Linked DNA regions of Gossypium arboreum: regions 1 and 2 are each linked to region 3. The links are chromatin contacts, called in public Hi-C maps. All regions are on one chromosome and are shown on one strand. Each heading gives the region's core, a stretch centred on a gene start, on an enhancer-like site or on the middle of the called end of the contact. The rest is flanking DNA. Distances are from core to core; before and after follow the strand shown. Region 1 holds the start of LOC108489528 (phytochrome B). Region 2 holds the start of LOC108489332 (ATP-citrate synthase beta chain protein 2). Region 3 holds the start of LOC108489739.

The links. A called contact is a pair of places that touch in the nucleus more often than the background predicts.
Region 1: a contact with region 3 is called in a Hi-C map of leaf, with 2.8 times the contacts expected there. The contact joins the promoter of LOC108489528 here to the promoter of LOC108489739 in region 3. A contact is called at or near these places in 2 of 5 Hi-C or Micro-C datasets (both in leaf).
Region 2: a Hi-C map of leaf shows a contact between it and region 3, with 4 times the contacts expected there. The contact joins the promoter of LOC108489332 here to the promoter of LOC108489739 in region 3. A contact is called at or near these places in 2 of 5 Hi-C or Micro-C datasets (both in leaf).

The regions. Positions count from the first base shown.
Region 1 is chr10:110,780,617-110,784,064 of ASM2569848v2, forward strand. LOC108489528 (phytochrome B) reads left to right here and starts at 1,768. Exons shown (of 5, transcript XM_017794150.2): 1 at 1,768-3,448. The coding sequence starts at 1,783.
Region 2 is chr10:110,711,441-110,715,283 of ASM2569848v2, forward strand. LOC108489332 (ATP-citrate synthase beta chain protein 2) reads left to right here and starts at 2,370. Exons shown (of 16, transcript XM_053019988.1): 1 at 2,370-2,670; 2 at 2,924-3,148; 3 at 3,303-3,405. The coding sequence starts at 3,049.
Region 3 is chr10:110,932,785-110,936,353 of ASM2569848v2, forward strand. LOC108489739 reads left to right here and starts at 1,793. Exons shown (of 13, transcript XM_017794458.2): 1 at 1,793-2,457; 2 at 2,840-3,266; 3 at 3,364-3,569. The coding sequence starts at 2,012.

The DNA.
Region 1 (3,448 bases), core at 518-3,017, 150 kb before region 3:
CATTTTTTCATGTCGGTTGTCATGTCAATTATCACGTCAAGACTTAACGATCCATAGAGAATTTTAAAAAAAATTCAAATATTCAATTGGGTGCACTTTTCGACAATGAACTTAATTAAAATTTTTAATTATTTTTAAAGTGCTTATTTAACCTTTTAACAGAAAAAAACATACAAAAGAAAACAAAATCTTTAGCCAAATATAATGACATTCATTTAAGGAGATTTTAGATGAGAAAAGATTTGTGTGAGTTAGAAGAGAGGAGAATAAAAGAGAAAAGGAAGAAATAATGAGAAAAGAAATAAATAAAAGTTAGATTGTTTTAGAATTAAAATTAAATTGAAATAGCGTGTAAATATTAAGTGTTAATTTTTTAAATCACAATTAAATTGACACATTGTAATAGATATTATTATTATGTTAATTTTAAACTCTCGCATTATTTTCGATACAAAATAAACAATAATTAACGAAATTTAATAATAGAAAGAAACACCATTAAATTATAATTTAAGTAACAGAAAACAAACTTAATATGGTGACTTATTTATACTCTCAGATTATATGATTCATATTCTACACTTTATTATAGTCATTTATTACTTTATTGATTTTACGTGGTATGAGCCCAATGAAAGCAACACCAACCTTAAAACAAAGCCACCAGTAACACAACACTAACTCCTATACTCCTATTCCCATTACTCTTTAAAGGTCAATGCACTAAAATAAATTTATTATTATTTATTTTTTTAAAAACGAAAAATATTGGTCAGAGCAAAACCCATTCCTAAAGTCAAAATTTATTTTTTAAAAGTTGTGGTCACTTTTTTTTTTTTTTATCTGAGACAAAAAGGATTAGTTATACTCCATGTCTCTTAACTATGACTTTAAATATGTTAGGTCCCCATTGAGTAATTGTTCCAATCGGTTTGCATATTAACTATGAGACTGCAGCTGCAGCCAAGGGCCTTGTTCCTTTCTACTAAAAAAATTACATATTAATAAAATTGCACTTTGACCTTGAAAAACTATTAATCTAAAGAATTTATAATTTAATTTAGTGCTTCTATCAAAAGAAATCTAACTTCATTCTTACTAGATTTGATTTTTTTTAAATGTACATATTCATAAATATTTTTAAACAAGACGGATTTAATATGACGTTTAATACCATTTTTTTTGATAGAATTTAATATCAAAGTTAACAATAGAATTGAGTGAAACCATCCTTTTAGCTTAAGCATTCAATTACTCATAATTTGAAACATTTAGGTAATTAATCTGATAATAATAAATCTAAAGGTAAACTATAAGTTTAGTCATTTATATTTACTTAAAATTATGTTTTGATCATTAAAATTTAATCACTAATGTTATCAATTTGTTACAATATGATATGATTATTGAGCTATTAACTTTTGTTAAGGGTGTGATGGTGTGGCACATTAATACCATCATTTCAGACAAAAAAATTAAGTTGAATTCTATAGCTAGTCATTGTACTCTTTTTAGCAATTTGATTATTTCTTTTATTTTTTTAAACTTTCCCTTTTTTTAACATGCTAGATAAGCTTGCTGTTACAGTGTTAATGATAGCTAACAGCTCCGTGACCATAACATAACTAATCGATAACATTAATGATTATATAGTATTTTTAAAAAACCTCAGGGACCAAAACATAATTTAAGTAAATATAAATGACTAAAATTGGAGTTTACCCTAAATCTAAAAAATACTGGCGACCGAGGGCAATCCCACTGCAAAAACACAGATAGCAGATGACAGCAGCATCTTCTTGCCCACGTGGGTCTGTCACAACTTTGCCCCCAAAACCTATCCCTTACAATTTACACTACATTTACACTACGGACAGAATTTCCTCCCAAAAATATCATCATCCCCGCAAAAACAAGCAACCACTTAACAAAGTCATGTCTTCAGGCAGCAGAGCAGTTCACTCCCATCAGCAACGCCAACAGCAGCGGCAGCAGCAGCAGCAGCAGCAGCAGCAGCAGCAAGCTGAGTCCTCAGGCACAACTAACATGAGAGCATCCCATACCCACCACCAGGCTGACTCTATAAGCAAAGCCATTGCTCAGTACACAGTCGATGCTCGCCTCCACGCTGTTTTCGAGCAGTCGGGGGAATCGGGTAAGTCATTTGATTACTCCCAATCCGTTAAAACTACTACCCAATCGGTTCCCGAGCAGCAAATCACTGCTTACTTGTCTAAAATCCAAAGAGGGGGCCACATCCAGCCATTTGGCTGCATGATTGCGGTTGACGAGCCCAGTTTCCGTATCATCGCCTACAGCGAAAACGCACGCGAGATGCTTGGGATTACCCCTCAATCAGTTCCCAATTTGGAGAGGATCGAAGTTCTCACAATTGGGACCGATGTTCGAACCCTTTTCACTCCTTCCAGCGCTGTTTTGTTGGAAAAAGCCTTCGCCGCCCGCGAGATCACGTTGCTGAATCCGGTTTGGATTCACTCGAAGAATTCTGGGAAGCCCTTTTACGCTATTTTACATAGGATTGATGTTGGAATTGTGATTGATTTAGAACCTGCTAGAACTGAGGATCCTGCCTTGTCTATTGCTGGGGCTGTCCAATCGCAGAAATTAGCTGTCCGTGCTATTTCTGAGTTACAGTCCCTCCCTGGAGGCGATATTAAGCTTTTGTGTGACACGGTTGTGGAAAGTGTGAGACAGCTTACTGGATATCATAGGGTAATGGTTTATAAATTTCATGAGGATGAGCATGGGGAGGTCGTGGCCGAGAGTAAAAGGCCTGACTTGGACCCTTACTTAGGTTTACATTATCCGGCAACGGATATTCCCCAGGCTTCAAGGTTTTTGTTTAAGCAGAATAGAGTTAGGATGATAGTGGACTGTCATGCCACGCCAGTGCGTGTGGTTCAGGATGATGGGTTAATGCAACCTCTGTGTTTGGTTGGATCCACTCTTCGGGCCCCTCATGGTTGCCATGCTCAGTATATGGCTAACATGGGGTCAATTGCTTCTTTGGCGATGGCAGTTATTATCAATGGAAATGACGATGAAGCTACTGGGGGAAGAAATACAATGAGGCTTTGGGGTCTTGTTGTTTGTCATCATACTTCTGCACGTTGTATTCCATTTCCACTTCGATATGCTTGTGAGTTCCTAATGCAAGCATTTGCACTTCAACTGAATATGGAATTGCAATTGGCAGCTCAAATGTCGGAGAAACGTGTTTTGAGGACTCAAACTCTTTTGTGTGATATGCTTCTTCGTGACTCTCCATCTGGCATTGTCACGCAAAGTCCCAGCATTATGGATCTTGTGAAATGTGATGGGGCTGCCCTTTATTACCAAGGTAAGTATTACCCATTAGGTGTGACGCCATCTGAGGCCCAGATAAAAGATATTGTCGAGTGGTTGTTGGCATTCCATGGAGATTCGA
Region 2 (3,843 bases), core at 1,120-3,619, 220 kb before region 3:
ATTTAATTAAGTTTTAATATCTTTTCCTTTCATTTATCTTGATTAACTAAAAAAAAGAAGAAGCACATTTCTCTTTTCCCTATGCCAAATTCTTCATTATCAGACAAACTTACTGTCATTTATTTTGATTTTCTTTTCACAGTTCATAATATATTTTTCCTCTTCTTTTCGGTGTTATATGTAGAATTTTATTCAAAGAATAAGGTTTTAGCAGCCTTAAAAGGACGACAAAATCAGCTATATATATATATTATATCCCATCAGGTTGCATTTTTTCTTCAACTTCAAAAATATTATTGAAAACTACAGCTTTATATATATATTATATATATAATATCCCATCGACAGCCGCCACCTATGAATATTCTATTAATTAACTATTTGTATGCTCACTTAATCTTTAATTAAGTTATGTTCGGTTAAAATATGTTCAAGTCCCTAAACTTTTGGTACATTTAAAATCTAGCACATTTCCTTTTATTTCCAATAATTTAGTATTTTTACTTCTCTAAAATTATTCTAATGAATTCACTGGTATAACATCTCCAAAAAAGAAAAAAAAAGACACTTACTTGATAACTATGTAAAAAAATGTAATAAACCTAAATTTAATACAAGAATTTGAATGTGGTTAGTGATTGGACTTTTATTTTAAACTCGGATTGCAAAGAGCCTAAATTCCTATAATTAAAAGTAAAATGACTAAATTTTAAATATATAAAAATACAAAAACTTAATCATATTTTTAACTTTTTATATTTCTTAAACTGGTTTTTGTCCCGTGAGATGCATGCGTTGATTATGTATATAAATTAAAATGCATTTAATCATTTTATAATTTTTAAATAAAATTTTAAAAATTCAATACACAATTTTTTATTAAAACTTTTATTGAACTTTTAAAGTATTAATTGAAAAACTTGAAACATATTTTAATTTTTTTTATATTTTTAAACTAATTTTTATCTCGTGAGATGCAATGTATATAAGTTAAAATACATTTAATCATTTTAAAGTTTTCTAAAGTCGTAAAAATTGAATACAAACATTTTCAATTTTTATTAAAACTTTTATTGAACTAACATATTTTTAATTTTTTTAATATTTCTTAAATGTTATTTGACCATTTAGAATCTAAATGCCACCTTTTTGAATTGTGGCATATAATATATAACCATGCATAACATAATAATAAAAAGAAGAGAATGACAAATGCCTTAGACTAAGTTTCATGTGGATACAGTCAACCTCTGACTGCAATGAAATTCAGCTTTAGTCCGATGTTCACTTCAAATTTTCTAATTCAGCACTTACCTATTCAAAATCAAAATGATTTTAAGCTTTTAATTCTACTCATGGCACTTTAAATAAGTTGAATAATGAAATTAGAAAATATGGAATATTACTATAAAATTTGCTTTTAATATATAAAAATAAAAGCATAAATCTCTGACAAGAATATATAATATAACTATTTTAAATTTATTAGTGACCCGACGTTAAATAAATTCATAACTTTTAAAAGTAACTATAAACATTTTTAAAGTATTTATACTAAACATGAATTGTCAGATAAATTGAAATATATCCATAAGACTTAAATAAAATAAATATAGAATGAAAATTTTATATAGTTAAACATAGAATTTATGTCTAAAGGTGACAACGGACTTAAAATGAAAAATATATATTTGTTATTTACTTATTTTCGTTATCATTTAACGATATAGTTTACAATTTTATTTTCGGCTAATCAAATTAAAAAAATAAAGTGACCAAAATTCCTAAAATTTTAATTATTGTTTACAATTTATAATTAAAATATATATATGGCAAGGTGGTAAATAAAGTGAGCAGGAGGGCTATTTATCGCATTCCATTTGAAAATTTATTGTCAGTAGTATTTTTAACTAAATATTCAAGTCAAGCCAACCTCTACCGTGGCTTTCACCTAACCCCGACCATACCTCACATTTCTTGTAGATGTGAACCAAATTTGTTTCATAAATGGTACTCCAAAGGAAAAAAAACGATTATTTTAACAAATTTAATCTTTTAAAGATACAATTAAATTTTATCTAATTCCAAATTTTATTAAAAATTATAATCTACATTAATTTTATCAAAATTTGATCATCATATTTTATGAAAACTTAAAATTGATCAAATTAAGAAATATTATTAACATTATCTTTAATCGATTACTTGAAACTAACATTTAATTTTTGTAAAGTATTAATATCAAATTCTAATAAATTAAAATAGAAAGATTAATTTATCAGTTTTTATAAAATAGAGACGTGAAATTAGCATTAGATATATTTTTTTTTCTCAAAAAGGAAAAAGAGAGAAAAATTATTACTTAGGAAATAACCAAAAAAAAAAAAAGAAAGAAAGAAGAAGAAGAAGAAAAATGAAGATTATTCAGTGGGCTAACTACCAAAGGCCACGTGACCATCTCTCTCCTGTTACTCCCTGCGGTGTGGTGAGCTACTCCCAATTCCCTCCATTCCATTTTCCCTCTCTTTCTATATAAATCCGCACCTACCCTTTTCATTCCTCATTTCCAGCTTTTCTTTTCTATCCATTTCTCGTCTCGTCTTTTCTTTTCCTTTCGTAAGGCGAGCGAGCCACTGTAATCTTTTCCTTTCGTTACAACTTTCTCTTCAGGTAAACATTCCATTTCCTCCCTAAACCTTTTTTTTTTCTCTCAGATCTGTTTCTTTTTTCTTAATTCCAATTTCTGTCGCTTTTTGATTTCCGATGCTTTCGAGGAAATTTTAAGATACTTTGATTTGTAATTTTTTGCTGATGAATCAACTATATGAAGCTCGAGAGCTAGAGATCTCGCATTTCATTTTTATCATACTGCTTTTTTAACTGCATTCCGGTGATTTGATTTGCTCGTCTTCTTTGTATCGAGATCTGATTCGGTTTAGGTTCGAGTTAGGTGTAGCGTTGGATCCGGCTCTTTCAATTGCTTCATCAACAGCTTCAGTTAACTAGTTAGCGACGTGTTTGTTGAACAGGTCTCTTTGAGTCGAAGCCATGGCCACCGGACAGTTGTTTTCTCGAACAACTCAAGCCTTATTCTATAACTACAAACAACTTCCTATTCAACGCATGCTTGATTTCGATTTCCTTTGCGGTACGGGTCCCTTGCTGATTTCATCTTATATTTAGCTGATCGGCACTCGTATTACGGAATTGTTCGAATTATGTTGTTTTTATCTTTAATTCTTGATCGTTATTATCTTTTATTATTAATTTTCCCTTCTTTTTAAAAAAAAAAAAATTTGTAGGGAGGGATACACCGTCCGTCGCTGGTATCATTAATCCTGGTGCCGAGGGATTTCAGAAACTCTTCTTTGGTCAAGAGGAAATAGCGATCCCAGTGCATTCAACGTAAGATGCTCTTATCTCCTGTTTCTATTTTTAGATAAACTTTTTTTCCCTGTAGTTATTAATCCGTATATTGAAAGTGTTATAGGGTAAATGAACTTTCTACCATGTTACCTTAAAATCCTATAAACCAGCCTGCAAAGTTTAAATCTCTACTACTAGGCTTATGCGATCACCATGTGTAACATTCGATTATGAATAAGGAATCCTTCAATGATTCATTTATTTAACATAATTTAGTTAGAGGAACACATGACCAGCATATTATCTGCTTTCGAAACTTTGAAATTCTACTATTATGGGATGATGATCCATTACTCGGTATATATTTGCTTTTTTCGGAAAATTCTATCCATTTACTATTGAGAGATCAGAAAATAATTGGTCTATGATGCTATAACTTTGTTTAGTTTTGATCAAAGGGAATTGACATTGGCTTTT
Region 3 (3,569 bases), core at 543-3,042:
GAAACAGTGAACAAAATAATATCAATCTTTAGTCTGAAAAAGAAAAGAAAAGAAAAGAAAAAAAAAACATAAGTAGGAAAGACAATACAAGTCATGAAACATAGTTGAATGTTTATATACGAGAATGAGGACGCACAAAGACAAATCTTGGTTGGTTTTTCATGAAAGGATAACTATTTTTAAATTGTCAAATGTTTGAATGCCCAAAAATCAAATAAAGTAAAATAACCATACTTACAACCAATTATGTCTCACTTTGTTTTTTCAGAACAAATATAGAGAAAAACTAGTGAGAAAGCTTTAGGACCACATGTGCCATTGGATAACATAATCTTCATCTTATATGAAAATGCACATATTTAAATTGGGTATGTTTGGGAATTTGAGGCAAAGAGATATAGGAAGAAAAAATTTCCCATGACACGGCGGGTAAACCAAGGATAAGCATAATGTAGACACAATTCCAGTAGCACACAACGAGAGAGAGGGGGATGGTGGTGGGGGAGGTCCGGTGAGGGAGGTTATTTTATTTTATTTTATTTAATATTAATATAAAATTTTAAATTTATTATTATATTTTTAACATATTTATGTATTTATATATTTCTCTAAATTTTTAGAATTAAGATTAAATTAAGATTATTTATAAATTTTAAAGATTAATTTTAAAATTATGAATAAATTAATTTAATATGTAAAATTGAGGGTTAAATTTATTATTATACTGAATTTTTAATTATCATATTAACTTACTATTTATGATTTTGACGGAGTGAATAAAATGATTAAATTATGTAATATGGGGTTTAAAATGTAAATTTTTATTTTAAATGCTAAAATGAAAATTTTTATAATTAGATGTCTGTTTATATAATTTATCCTATATAATAAATTATGTGACACTTATAACAACACAAAAATTAAAGTCACAAACAAATCTTAAACTTTCAAATTTATCATTAATCCATTTTAATTTTTTTAAAATTGTAATTTAAATTATTTAGTGCAAAAATCATAAAATTAATGAATGACATAAACACTCTTTATTATTTTAATTTTAAAATATTTTAATGTGAACAAACCGTGGCTGAATGGATGGGTGTGGGGATGAGATGAGGTTAGGTATTCCGTATTCCATGTCAATCTCTCATTATTATTTTTTGTCAAAATCATGTGGGTTTTTCATTTATTATATGAGGACAATGCCAATGGTTTCCCAAAGCTTTGGACTTTACCCTTTTTGACATTCATGGAATAACCCTTTCCCATCCTTTTTAGATTAATTCCACAAACATCCATATATTATCCTCAAAATTCTAAATTCATCCTTCAAGTTCAAAATAGTTTGATTAAATCTTTAAAGTATTAATATTATATCAATCATATCCTTCTACCAACTTAATCATTTATTTGGGTCTTAAATAGTAGTATCATATCTTTCAAAGCCTTCCAACAACTTAATCCTCTATTCAGGCATTAAATAGTAGTTTAGACTTGATGTGAAACATATTTAACATATGGGAATCAAATTACAAACTTTTCTACAACTATCAAATAAACTGTTTGGATTTAATGTGTTGATAAAATAAAATTTAAGAGGGCAATTTTTTTAAAATATTAAATTCAAACTATACATACTGTAAGTGGATACATGTTTTCAATTTAATCTATTGTGAGGATGTTTTTAAGTTGGAGACCAATTTAAAATTAGATCATAGTTTAAGGATGGTTACGTGAATTAACCCCTTTTTATTAAAGAAAACTATAGCTTTAAAAATATCTTCTTATACACAGACATCTGACTAATGAAAATATCTAACATAAAAAAGTTAGCCGCTTACCAACCGAAACAGAGAAACCGCCCGGAAAGAAAATATTCAGTCTTTTTAAGTCTTAGAGTTTGACCTGTTGAAGAGAAAGTTTGTAACACGCACAGAGAGAGGTTGAGAATCTTTATATGCTATGAAAGATTTGAAGATCCATGCTTTGAATTCGATTGTTTGAAGGGAATATGGAAACCCCTTCAGCAGAGGAGCTTTTGAAGAAGATCCAAATACTTGAAGCGGGACATGCCGATCTCAAGCAAGAAATTTCTATTTTAAAACAATCCGGTGGCGATTCCAAGGCCAATTCAACTCATCAAAGATCTCACTCTACTTCCCCTCGACGTCCGCGCTTCCCGGGGAACGCGGCGAAGCTTGCTGCTTGGAAGAAAGATTCAGCTTCGTTTCGGCACTCCTCGCCGTTGCGAAGAGAGAGCAGAAACAATGACACTGTCAATGGCGACAGCGGCACCGGAGGAGATTTAGGAGTAGGAGGAAGAGGAGGAGCTATCGAAAGAACCGGGAACGTCGGGCCAGCTGCCGTCAATTTCACTAACAGCCAGTATTTGAATATATTTCAGTCTATGGGGCAATCTGTTCATATATTTGATCTTAGTGGCCGTATAATTTATTGGTAAGCGAAAAGGGTTTCGTTTTTAAGATTATTCAGTTGCAAACACCAAGTTTTTATGATCTAAATTAGTAATTAGTGATGTGGTTTAACATTGTTTATTAACTACTTAGTAGCGTCATAGAGAATGGGGCCTTTCGCTCAAAGGCAAGGAGGTTAGGGAACTTTGAGGTCCAAAGTTCAAATTTCACTGGGTTTGATCTTATATTTATTCTGATGAGTTAGTTTGAGTTGATTTAGTTATTTTTTGCTTTTAACGATTAATTATGGTTGTAATTAGAAGTAAATTGTAACTTAAATAGAAAAAAGTATTAAGTAAGCGTCATCATTTGAGCATAGTTTTTCATTTTTTTTTAAAAAAAAATTATGCTTTTCTTTTTTGCAGGAATAAAACTGCCGAAAAACTTTATGGTTATTCAGCAGCAGAGGCTTTAGAGCAAAATGCCATTCAACTTCTTGTTGATCATAGGGACTTCGCTGTTGCACTTAATATTGTTCATTGTGTTATGACGGGGGATAGCTGGACTGGGCAATTTCCTTTCAAGAATAAAATGGGGGAGAGGTTTTTGGCTGTTGCAACTTATACTCCTTTTTATGATGAGGATGATGACGATGATAGTTCATTGGTTGGAATCATTTGTGTATCCAGTGATACTCAGCCTTTGCAAGAAAGGAGAGCTGCAGTGTTGGCTGGAAAGCAACCTGAAGGAGATTCAACCTTTAGCCGGTCTAAAAATGCTGTCTCAGCTAAACTTGGTCTGGATCCTCAACAACCTATGCAAACAGCAATTGCATCAGAACTAACAAATTTGGTATTAGTTCCTTAATTTTAATGTGTTGGAAGTTGGATTTTAGGATTACTATATATATTTGTAGTTTGGCTTGGATTGATTGTTAAGAGTTATGCAGGCGCTTAAGGTGAGCAACAAAATGAAGTCCAGAATTAAGATGGGAGAGTATTGTGTCGGTCGTGAAGGAGAAAGTGGAGATGGTCATTATTTGGACCATGGTTGCGCCATCGCAGCTCATTCTGATCTTAAAGAAGATGCAGTTTCCAATGGAGCTTGTACACCTAGGGGAAGTATTTACCCATCTGCCTTTGATGTCTTTTCTCC